2 separate regions of the Gossypium hirsutum genome follow, and region 2 is linked to region 1. Evidence: chromatin contacts called from public Hi-C data. All regions are on one chromosome and are shown on one strand. The core of a region is the stretch at or near the end of the contact, and the rest is flanking DNA. Distances in the headings are between cores, read along the strand shown.

Region 1 (5,672 bases), core at 1,110-3,609:
AAATTTACCATCCGAAACGCCAAGGCGCAGATCCAGCCTGTGGATTGGGCTTGCGCGCGGATCTGCCCCCTATACATGGCACCGTTTTAGTTAATTCCTAACTAAAAGAAATTAAATGGCAATCTGTCAATTCCCTCAAACAACCGAAGCAAATCCTTAGCTTTTCCCCCTTCTAACTGTCAGTTCATATCCGCATACTGGTGCTCTCAATCTTGGAGTAACCTTTTAGCCTTGGAGTCTCTTTTGATTCGATTTCAATGAAACAAAAAGAAGAAATCCATGGCATATTCGCACGGTAAGGTTTTCCCTTTCTTTTGTTTTTTTTTATGTTTTAAATGCGAAAAAACTAAAAGACCAAAAGAATAAATCGAAAAGAAAATGCTTGATTACCCGAATTAAACGAATAACCTGAATTAAACGAATTAACCGATTACCCAAATTACCCAAATTACCCGGATTGCCCGAATTACCCGAATTACCCGATTTGAATCACTACATAATTAAAAACATTAAATAAGTCTTTGAATCACTACATAATTAAAAATATTACATAAGTATATGAATCACTGCATAATTAAAAACATTACATAAGTCTTTGAATCACTACATAATTAAAAACATTACATAAATCTTGAAATTAACACATAATTGAAATGTAAGTCTTTAATATTTTCCATTTGTATCCATTTCTTCTCTCCAAAAGATCTCCATTTGCATTAAATCTACAAAAAAAAAACATGTGCAACAATTTAGCAAATAATAGAAATATACGCATTTAAAAAAAATAAGGTTCCAGCATATGCTTTGCGGCATTCCCATTGCTAAGAAATGCAACAATCTGGAATATAAATTGAATTTCATTCAATTAAATCTTAACCTCATGGTTCCATAACAAAGCAACTATACAGTGGAAACGTATTTATCCTACAAATACCTTTAAACAATCCAATCAAAGAAACACAACAAATTTGTTCAAACAGTTTCAGAGAATAGTGAAGAGACTGATTTTGTTAACAAATAAAAGGAATTAATAATATAAATCTCAAATTTAGGATTTATTGATACTCAAAATATCAAAGAAACAAACGACTTAATCTAAATTTTGAGTAACTCCTTAGCATTTAAACTAAACAACATGATATTTGTTTTCATCGCGAGAGATAAATATTTGATTCTCGTATTTAAAAATAATCTTATTTAACTCAACAAATCAACCCATACAAGAGATTCTTCATCTCAACATCAATGCAGTGAGTAAGAGTTAAGGAAGTTTATGTAAACCAGTACAGCAAATGTAGAAAATTAGATTCAATCTTCTTTCTTCTGCTTCCATGAATAAATAAATTCAATCAAAGCAATCAAGATTCCAAGAACTATAACAGAAAATCATTACAAATCAAGATTAACTTCTTCAAGAGAACAAAAATCGAACATTGAAATACGTATACATATCACTCGGAAAACATGCAAAAATAAAGATTAAAAAGAAATCACTAATCAAGAAGGCCATGAAAGAAGAACATATCTTCGTAATAAATCAAAATCGCAAAGACAGTTGGAAAGAAAAGAGAACGAAATAGCGATGCCTATGAGTGAGAACTCAGAAGAGAATTTTCTTGAGAAAGATGAGTTGAAAGTAAAAACCACACAAAAAAAAGTAATCAACGGGTAACAGAGCTGCTTGCCTACTTCCATGCTTCGATGACAACACCAGCGGGCAGCGGCCAGCCGTAGCTCCAGCCTCCAGCTATGATACTTTTGAAGGTTTTGGGAGATTTTGAAGATTTTAAAGGTTTTGAGAGATTTGAAATTTTCAATTAGGGGTCTGAAACTTGAAAAGTTAGGTTTTTTTTTTCTGTCGTGTGTGTGAGTGTGAGAGTGAGACTGTGAGTAGTGAGAAGGGGTGGGTGTTTTAGTTTTACCAAAATTTTACATTTAGATTTTTATTTTTATTTATTAAATTATTTGTATTGGGTTGGGTAATTAGGTTGGGTAAATGGGTTGGGTTGGGTTGGCCACTTGGGTTTAAATATATTAGATTGGGTTTTATGTTGGATTGGGTTTGGGTTTGGGTTTTATTTATTATTTTTTTGGTTAACCGAAAAAAATTTGGTTAACCGACATGTTTCGAACCGAATTAACCGTTAACCAAAAATTTAAAAAATTATTAACCGACTCCCAATCGAAAATATTCGGTTAACCGACCGATTAACCGAATTCGGTTGGTTAACCGAATTTTTTCAATTTTACCCGAATTGTGCACACTCCTACTGACGTGGAGGTACAGAGCTCGTGGAGGGGAGGCTGCGTGTGGCTGCTAGGGTTTCATTCTCCTTTTTGCTGAGAATTGATTTAATTTTGGGCCTGGGTTTTAGGGTTAGTTTTGGGTTATGTTTTCTTTGGGCTGAATTGGGCCTTGTTTTACTTTATAGTTTGGGTTTTTGTTTTATTTTGGTAAATTTGGGCTGATGTAATAAATGGACTTGGACTAAAAAATTTTGGTTTTATTTGATTTTTCTTGTTTAGTGAGCCCGAGTAAATTTGAGCCTGTACATCTATTAAAAAAAATTCATTTCACTTCATCTTGCATTCACTTTTTCGCTTTATTTAAAATGAAATGATTTAAAATTAATAGAACAATTGAGATTTTGTGACTAGTAACAAATCCATTTTACAATATTTGAAAAACATATTATATATATATAATATCGGATATTAAATTATTTCGATTATAATTTGATTGAGAAAACTCACTACAATAATTGCGAAAGAGAAGTGAATTATGTTTCCGCAAAATATTTGTATCACGTAATCAACCATTGATTAAAAGGTCTACAAACAAGTTGGTGGAATTTATAATTTTTTTGGTAACCTTTTTTACTTGCTTTTGGCTATCCAATAGTGTAAGAAGAAGGGCACTCGAGGATCTTTTTTTACTATTATTTTAATATTTCATCCTTTGTTCGTGTACGCAATTAGTATACTAATTTAGTTTTATTTGAATACCTTTATAATTGATTTAATTTTTTTACAGATTTTTTAAATTTATTCAAAATTTTGGATGTATGAAAAAGAATTTAAAAAAAAACAAAATTATTTGGTGCATTATTAACAAAGTTAAAAATTTTCGGTGAAATATTACCATGTGTTGTCACGGAATATTTAAATAATTCAAAATAAATTAAAATAGACATGTGTCATTTATTGAATTCTATTTTTGGAGTTGAAAAATTTTATAAGATAAAATAAAGAAAAAGAATAATATTTGATATACTTACCAGTGAAATTTTTAAGCACTACAAGCAGAGTCAACTGGTTAAGGAGTTGACACATGTTTCGTAAAAGTATAGTAAAATATTTTTAAAAAAAAACAAAGACACGTAGTAATTTTTTGAAGTTGCTTGTGAAATAAAAGAATTACATTGTTAGTGTACCAAATATTAATATTAAGAAAAAGGTTACCAAAGTTCTAAAATTAATGTAGTTTACACTAGTTTGAGCAATTATATCGTCATTTGTAAGTCCACTTACTTCGGTATAAAATTAATTTTGTTTTATACTCATAAGAGAGCGGATGAATTGGGGCTGGCTTTAGATTTCTTTGATCAAATGGTATAATCAGGTCTTGAAATTTCTGTTCATTCATTGACATGTGTGATTGTAGAAATGGAGATATAAACAAAGCTAGAGAGATAATGGAGGAGATGTCTGGCAGAGGGATTAAAGCTAAAAAAATTTTAAGCATGGCTTATTAAAAAAAGCTCGCAAGGAGCAGAGAAATGGAAACTCAAAGAGTGCAATTTCCAAAAGATCTTGAAATTTTATTTTGAGTTCGAAAATTCATATTAAGATATTGCAATTAGGAGAGAGCTTTGTGATTGTTCATTATCCAATGCTTATTAAAAGCTATTTTTTATTTTGTTAAGTTGAAAATTTTATAGTTTAAAATTTTAAAGGAGAGTTTACTGGGGAGGAGTAAGAAGATGAGATACGAACGTAGGAGAGAAGGGAGAAAAAAAAACCCTTAAACTATAGTTTTTTCCAGGTGTCATAATATTATTGGTTAAGGATTTTTGATTAATGGCAACAAACGGTTGGATTAAAAGAATCATAGTTTAAGTAGGTACCTAAATGAGAAAAACACTATAATTTGAGGGCCAATTTTTCATTTAAACCTTGATTGAATTATATAAATTTTAAAAAATATATAATTATTTTCAAATTGCATCAACATAAGTGTTTATATATATATATAAGTAAATGTAAAAGTGATATCACATAGATAATAGGATTACATATATTGACACATTTGAAGGCAATGTTAATTATGTGGCTAAAATAATGGCTACAACTTCAGGCACTGTTTCATTGTTTTACTTGTCTATTTTCAAAATTGGCAAATTTTAGAACAAAAGCATTAGACCAATTATTTGAACATTTTGGACGAATAAAGCCCAAAACATGAAGACTAATTAAGTTGAAATTGAAGACTTGAACATTGGTTTCTTACGACTTAAGTTCGGTTTCTTGCGAAACAAGTAAAGTCACTTTCTATAGTTGGAGACTTTGGATTGCACCGAAACTTTTATGAAAGTATTATCTTATGCTGATTTTTAACCTTACTTTGTAGTAAAGTGATTAGAATATAACTCTTATGTAAACAAAACTTAAGTAGTACATAAACTTAAGTTTTACCTAGGTTAAAGAATGATTGAAAGTAACCGAGAGATTGAGAGCTTGATAGAGCAAAATATATTCAAGTTAGGAAGGTTTAATGTGTGTATTGCTTCTGTAAGCAATCAAGAGAGTTTCTTGAGTTGCAAAGATAAGCTTTTGAGGGGCAAGCTTAATGGGAGAGTGATATAGTCTTTGTACAACAGCGAGCTCGCTAAATTGGTGAATGTTAGATCCGTGTTAGGACTTAAATCATTGGTTGTACCGTGAGATAGATGGTGGATCATTGCACTGGGAAAGGCCCCGCATATGTAGACTGAAGTCAAACAGCATAAACAATCTTGATGTTCTTTTTTATTTTCTACCCACTTTTGGTTTCGTTGTTGAAACTATGGCCAAAGTTCCAAACACTATTTTAGCCACAATTTTTGTTTTGCAAAACAAGTACCTCCTCTTTTCTACAATTTGTATGAGAGCTTCTTACTTAACACAAATAGTGATTATCTTGGTTGATATACTTGCTTGCAAAGGAAGGATCGTCAATCCTACACCCCCTATGCTCGATGGAGCAAATTATGCTTACTAGAAAACTAAGATGAAAGCTTTCACTAAGTCAACTGAAGAACGTACATGGAGAGTTGTTTTAACTAGATGGACTCATCCTTTCACTGAAGTTGACGGAGTGAAAATTTCCAAGCCTGAGGCAACCTAGACCACTAAAGAAGAAATGACTACTAATGCCAAATCCAAAACACTTTATGCTATTTTTTCTGGGGTAGATGCACAAGATTTCAAAAGAATTTCTAAGTGTATTGAAACTAATGAGACTTGGGAAATAATAGAGACAGCTCATGAAGGGACTAATACAATGAAATAATCCAAGCTTTAGATGCTAACAACTAAATTTAAGACTCCGGGGATGTAGGAAACATGGACCATCGGAGAATTTTGTGCATAACTCTATGACCTGGTCAATCAGGCTTTTGCATTAGGGAATG
Region 2 (6,411 bases), core at 2,420-4,919, 930 kb after region 1:
TATGAAAATACACACTCATACGCACATATGCAACATATTCAACACATATAAACAAAACTTCACACGCATAAGAACACATTTGAAGACTCACACATATGATCAAATGACATGCTTATATAACTTAACTCATAACATATGACTTACATAAATTTGATGCAAGATAAAAGCAGTAGAATAAACAATTAGTAAACTTATTGAAATAAAGTAAATTTAAGTTCATAAAGTTCAAAGTGAGTGAATAGACACTTCAAGTCCATTATAAAATTTGTTCTTCACGTGGACCAAGTGAACTAAAGTAGGATTTGGACTCGGCCCAATTTGGTCAAGATTGCTTTGGGCTTGACTCCAAAACCCTCGCATGAAACCATTAAGAGCCTCTCTAAAGCGCTTGGTCTTAGTTCTTGTAATTAGCCCAATGGGAACTTGCAAAAGGTCTTGTATGATCTTGAAAGCTTTGGACAATCCTTCATTAATGCATCAAGTTATGTCATATCCGGTGATCCCAGATTTGCATCACCTAAGTTCAGGATGCAATGATGGCGCTTTAGGGGTAGCTTTGCAGAGTCATTAAACCCCTTGGACTCTTTGAGAGAAAGAAACTCCAAATGAGTTATAGAAGATCTATGGACCTTAAATGGATCTGTGGACTCTTAAGAATCCTTAGTGAAAGGATTGACGACTCTCATAGTATTTGAGGGAGGCAAACCTTGAAAGTGTGGGAGAGCTGAGTGCGATGCACTATGCAAACTCCTCAAACTCCTCGACGATGAAGGTCTTGAACTTCCTTAGGCCATAGTTTTGAGGTGGAGGGAAATTACAGGTGGTAAAGGTAACTTGGAAAAGTTTAAACCCAGAGTTAAGCATTGGAAAGCCTTATGGAGTGAAAAGGCAAATTCCATGGTTTCTAAGTGGCCAGGGACGTTATAGACTCCTTGATCCTCTAAGGGTACAAGAGTCTTATGGTTATGGTTCTAAGGTTACTAAGGCATGTAGACTAATTCTTTAAACTTGTAACGACCCTATAGTCAGGGGTGTTGGAAAGTGCATTCCCGAGACTTCGTTCCCGTAAATCAAACTTGTAAATATTTTTAATAAATATTTACAAAGCTAGTTGTATAGTTAATTAGGTTCCGGTTAAGCGAATTTGATTGAATTAAGAATTATTATAATATAAAGACTAAATCGCGTATAAAGTAAAAGTTAAATTATAGATTAAAAATTAATTAAGGGATCTAAATAAAAAATATACCTTTAATCTTAGTAGTGGACGGCATTAATGGTTCATATTGTTTATTTTATATGTTAATCTAATATATATATGTATTATAAATATGTTTTCATTAAATTAATCTTTATATATGTATTAAAGTAACTTAATAATAATTATTATTATAATAAAATAAAGTATAATAAAACAAATAGGTAATAAAAGAAATAGAAAGCCATGCAAGCTCATAAGGAAAAAGAAAGAAAGGGAGAAAGGGAAGAACGTGAAAAAGGAGAAAACGCACGGCTAAGGACTTCTAAGTTTCTAAACTTCAATTGGTTACTCAATTTAGTCCTATTTTGTTGTAATTTTTATATATTTGGAATCCCGATACCTGGGGCTACCCGACCCATATTGCAATTTTAGCAATTGTTAAGATTTCAAATGTTGTTAATGTTGAATAGTTTTAGTATTAGAGATTAAATTGATAGATTTTTAAGCTAGAAATGAAAAAGGATTAAATTGTAAAATAAGTTGTAAATTTTGTGTATTAGGGACTAAATTGTAAAAATTTTAAAATTTAGGGGTTTAATAAAAAATTGGGAGTTAAATTTAGTTTAAAGTGAAATTTGTATGAATATATAGGGTTAACTGTGAAGAATAAAAATTAGTCTCGGTTTAGGGACTAAATTGGAATTTAGGCAAATATTGAATAAAAATTGAAATATTCAATATGAAATTGAATTGTGTTGTATAGCTGAATTTTAATTATTTTAATTACATCGCTAACGTTGTACCAGAATCCTTGACTAAAAAGGGGAAGGATAAAATCGACTTTGAATTGCTCATAATTCATAGTTTGTATTTCTATAATCCGAACCTAGTTCTTAATTGTTGTAATTTGATTTAATGCATATGGTAAGTGTTTGAGGTGAGTATTTGACATTTTGATAGTTGATTGAAATGAATTGAAATGGTATATTCATTATGAATGTATTGATTATTGAATTGAAATGAATATATGTGCAAAAGTGAAATTAAACCCTATTAACTGTATCGGGCTGAGTCGGATATAAATGGCATGCCATAGGATCGGAAGAGTTCAGAGATTTCTTTGACTTCAAGTCAATGAGGCACTAGGTGCCAATTTGCTTTGGTTTAACCGATGAGACACTAAGTGTTTAATGTATATAGCGCTAGGCGCAGTTATTACTTCGGATTTATCCGATGAGGCACTTAGTGCTAAACTGGTGTGTTGGTTGGATTCGTGTATCCATTCGAGTCCGAGTACTATTAATAGGGGTAATTAAATAAAACGGTTTTATAATTGATATTGAATGATATTGTATGTGAATTGAAAATGGGATAGTGATTTGAAAAATTAAAATGAGATATGTTATGACTAAATGAGATACATGAGTTATGTACTCATGAATTGAGTATTGAATGGCTAATGTCAATGCATAAATAAATGTGGTTTGATATGTGAATAGTTATTTATATAGCAACTATGTGAATTGCGACATTGTTAATAAAATGAAATATGATTACATGTGTAAATTGAATATTGTAATAGGCCCAATTAGCCCGGCCCATACCCAAAACCAAAATAAAAAATAAAATAAAACCCAAATCAACAGCCCAACACCTAATGGCCCAAAACTCAAACCCCAACCAGATTTTTGAAACCCCAGCCTGCTGCCTAGTGAAGACACCAGCAGCTTCTGCCCAGCCTCCATGCTCCACAACGGCCTCCACGCCCACGAACGGTTTCTCCACGCTATGCACCTGCAAAACAGAATAACAGCAGCGCAAATGGACAGCAAATGACAGTGATGAAATTTGTATTTTTATTTATTTATTTATTTTGTTTTTTTAGTTATAAAAACGGAAGGAAAACAATGTAAAGGGGATCTTTTCCCAGCAATACACACGCATATTGAATAGAAAAATTCAAAAATAGTCTTTGAAACGGTGATTTCCTTTAGTTTTTTAGTTTTCCTGTCACTTTTATCTATTTTCTTTTCATTGTTTTGGTCATCTATATTTTAAAACAAAGAAAAAGGGAAGGCAAGTCTTACCTTGTGATTTAGCCATTGATCTCTGTTCACTTCGTTGAGATCGAAGTTGGAAGGAGATCCAAAGGCGTCATCCTTCAAGCGTGGTGTGGGCGAGGGTCGATTGGTATCGAATTTATGCTTATTTTTTCTATACGTTTTAAAAAAAAAGAATAAAATTGGATCAAAAGTTTCCATAAAGAAGAAGAAGGAAGAATGCTTACCGGATTTCTGTGGTCGCGTACCAAGTTGACCACTGCCTATGAACTGCTGATCACCCAATAAAATGGTGGTTTGGCAGCATCTTGCCAAATGACACCCTAATAAATGGGGTTAATGGCTTTGGCTTTAACGATTGGCTTTGTTTGAGAAGGAAATAAAGGGGAAATTAGTAAAGGTGAAAATGGTGCCATTTGAAGAAGGAAAGTCCGCGTGTAAACCCGTTTCAAAAGCCGGATCTGCACCTTTTCATTTGAAATGGAAAATTTGCATGTTAAATCCTTCTCTTCATGCAAACATTCAATTGCACCACATTTATTTTACTTGGTCTTTTTAATTGGGCTCTTTAATTCGTGTGTATTTACATTTTAGTCTTCAGTACAGCATTGTGTTTTGGTCTTGGGAATATTTCCCATTCTAATCCTCATACATTTGTGCGGATTGCTTGTTGATCTTGTTTGTGATTATTTTTATTTGTAAATTATCCCTGTTATTTTGGCTTCAATTTTAATTTGGTCTTTTATGTGTATAGTTTGCTAATTTAAAATGTGTTTAATATTTTTATATGTATTAATCCATGTTACTAATTTTGTTTGTTCAATCATTTTGAGATTTTTCATATCTTATTATTTTTGCATTGTGCATCCTATTTCTTTAAATATTATACATGTATGATATACTAATCGTTTTTTATTAAATTTTTTATAATAAATATTATTTTGGAATATATAAATTTTTACATTACATTGTATAAATACCTTATTATAAAGTGTTGTCAAAATATTTATATATATGTTGATACATAGATTATTCAAAATACTCCTTGATTTATAATACACTTAAATGTTTTTATGTACATATGATACCGTTTTAGAACTTCATTTTTTTGTTATTTTAAAATATGTCTCCACATTATGTTATTCAAGTATGTTATTTAATATTTCTTCTAGATATTTTTAAGTAAAATAGTATGTATATAATTTATGACTTATGTGATAATATAATTTCACATGTATTTATTTTTATATGTATGTTGTTAAATAAAAAATCTGTCGTGTGTGTTATACTTTGTCATGTATTATTATTGCTTCATATTTAGTATATTATTTAAGCTATTATTAAACATATATTTAGTACTTATATTCAATTTGCATCCATTATTAGAGCTATGATATTCTTATACATATAATTTTTAATAAACTTGTATATAATCGTGTTTTTAGATTTATTTTTTATGTAATCTATAATAAAATTAAATTAATTTTATAACCCAAATTTTAATTCCTTGCTATTTAAATATACAATAATTTCTAAAGTGTCTTCACATGTGTATAGCCTATATTAAATTATTATTACTATAGTACATGTTATCATTTTCATATAATTTTATGTAAATATTTTCTTTTCAAGTTATTTATGTATATAATATATTTCTTTTTAAGGACCACATTTTAAATTGTGCGATTTACTTATTGTATATTTTCATATTTTATTATCCTTATGTATGTATTATTTGTATGTACCATCAATCCATATTAATTTGTTACATGTAAAATTATGTTATTTTAAATCTCCCTTTATAAATATAGTTTTAGGAATATACATCACCAAATTTATGTATTTTGTAAATATAGTTTTTTTTATCTTTATATGTGTATGATTAGATTTTTTTAAAAGAAATTCGTTACATATATAATTTATATATTTACTTATTTTTTTATATACATTATTAATTTCATGCTATCTTCTACAAATAATCATTTCCAAATGTATTTATATATACGTGTTTTATAAATTTACTATGAACATTATATCTTATCATGTGTTTTATTTGTCTTTCATATTCAATATATTATTTAAGTTATCATGCACATTGTAAATCTGTAAATGAAATTATGTTTAAAGTATTTTGCATATTATTCGACTCAAATGTTTTATTTTATGATATTATTTTAAATAAATCTCTAGTTTTTTTTTATATATACAAGTTTGCCAACTTATAGTATATGTTAATTAATTCGTCAATTTTGAAAATGTCCTATAATATATTAAGTTCTAATTTCATTGCATTTTGTACATATTTTGTGGATAGTTTTATATTATGTCATGTGAATTATTGTTGTATATCATTTTTATTGATTGTTCATCATCCATGATTAAGAATTTACCACATTTTACTTAGAATAGCTATACATAATTGTGGATTTGTTAATTGCGACTCATTGTGACTTATATTTCATGTCCATAAATTCTTCCCCATGCAAACGTTTTGATACAATTCATTAAGCATTACATTTTAAAATGGATAAACGCGTTTTTGATCAAATTTCCAATTTTCTTTATCATTCAAAAACTCTGAAATAAGGCAATATCCAATATTTGGGGAATTCAGAAAATTGTGCTCAATCGTACTGGGTATGATTTTTCGGTGAACTAAATATTTGGATAACCTTTTTATAATTTTAGTGTAAGAATTTTCGAAAGTCAAAAAAATCAATTGTATTTAAAGGTATAAAGGATCGTATCCAATCGTACTGGGTATGATACTGCGTATATTTGAAACAAGAGATTTTTTACCACTAATTTGAACTATTCATGCATTTTAAAAAGAATCATACTTTGAGAAATTTTCTCTTTAAAGAAAAACCTTTTGATATAGGGACAACATCAAATCAATTTGGTACCAATTTTTGGGCGTAATGAGGGTGCTAACCCTTCCTCATACGTAACTGGCTCCCGAACCCATTTTTAAATTTTTTGTGGACCTGAATTGTTTTAAAATGTTTTATTAAGTGATCGAACCACACCTAAACAAAAGGTTGGTGGCGACTCCACATTTTTGTTCTCAAAAAGTTGATTCCCATTGCATTCAAAAAGGGTTTCGACAAATATAGTATGAAACGATGTATTAATATGTATGAATTCAAA

Evidence for each region. Hi-C and Micro-C count contacts between places; a contact is called where the count stands out from the background.
Region 2: a Hi-C map of leaf shows a contact between it and region 1, with 1.8 times the contacts expected there. The contact joins the promoter of LOC107904393 here to the enhancer-like site in region 1. A contact is called at or near these places in 4 of 34 Hi-C or Micro-C datasets (all in leaf).

The regions. Positions count from the first base shown.
Region 1 is chrA05:34,355,377-34,361,048 of Gossypium_hirsutum_v2.1, forward strand. No RefSeq gene overlaps it. Among protein-coding and RNA genes, the nearest start is that of LOC107957448, 6.4 kb to the right of the region's middle. Within about 2 kb of position 2,360, at least 5 of the 9 cell types and tissues checked have an H3K27ac peak or open chromatin away from gene starts, as enhancers often do. A contact at or near this core is called in leaf, where this site is marked.
Region 2 is chrA05:35,279,931-35,286,341 of Gossypium_hirsutum_v2.1, forward strand. LOC107904393 reads right to left here and starts at 3,670. Exons shown (of 3, transcript XR_001686212.2): 1 at 3,489-3,670; 2 at 3,289-3,415; 3 at 2,690-2,995.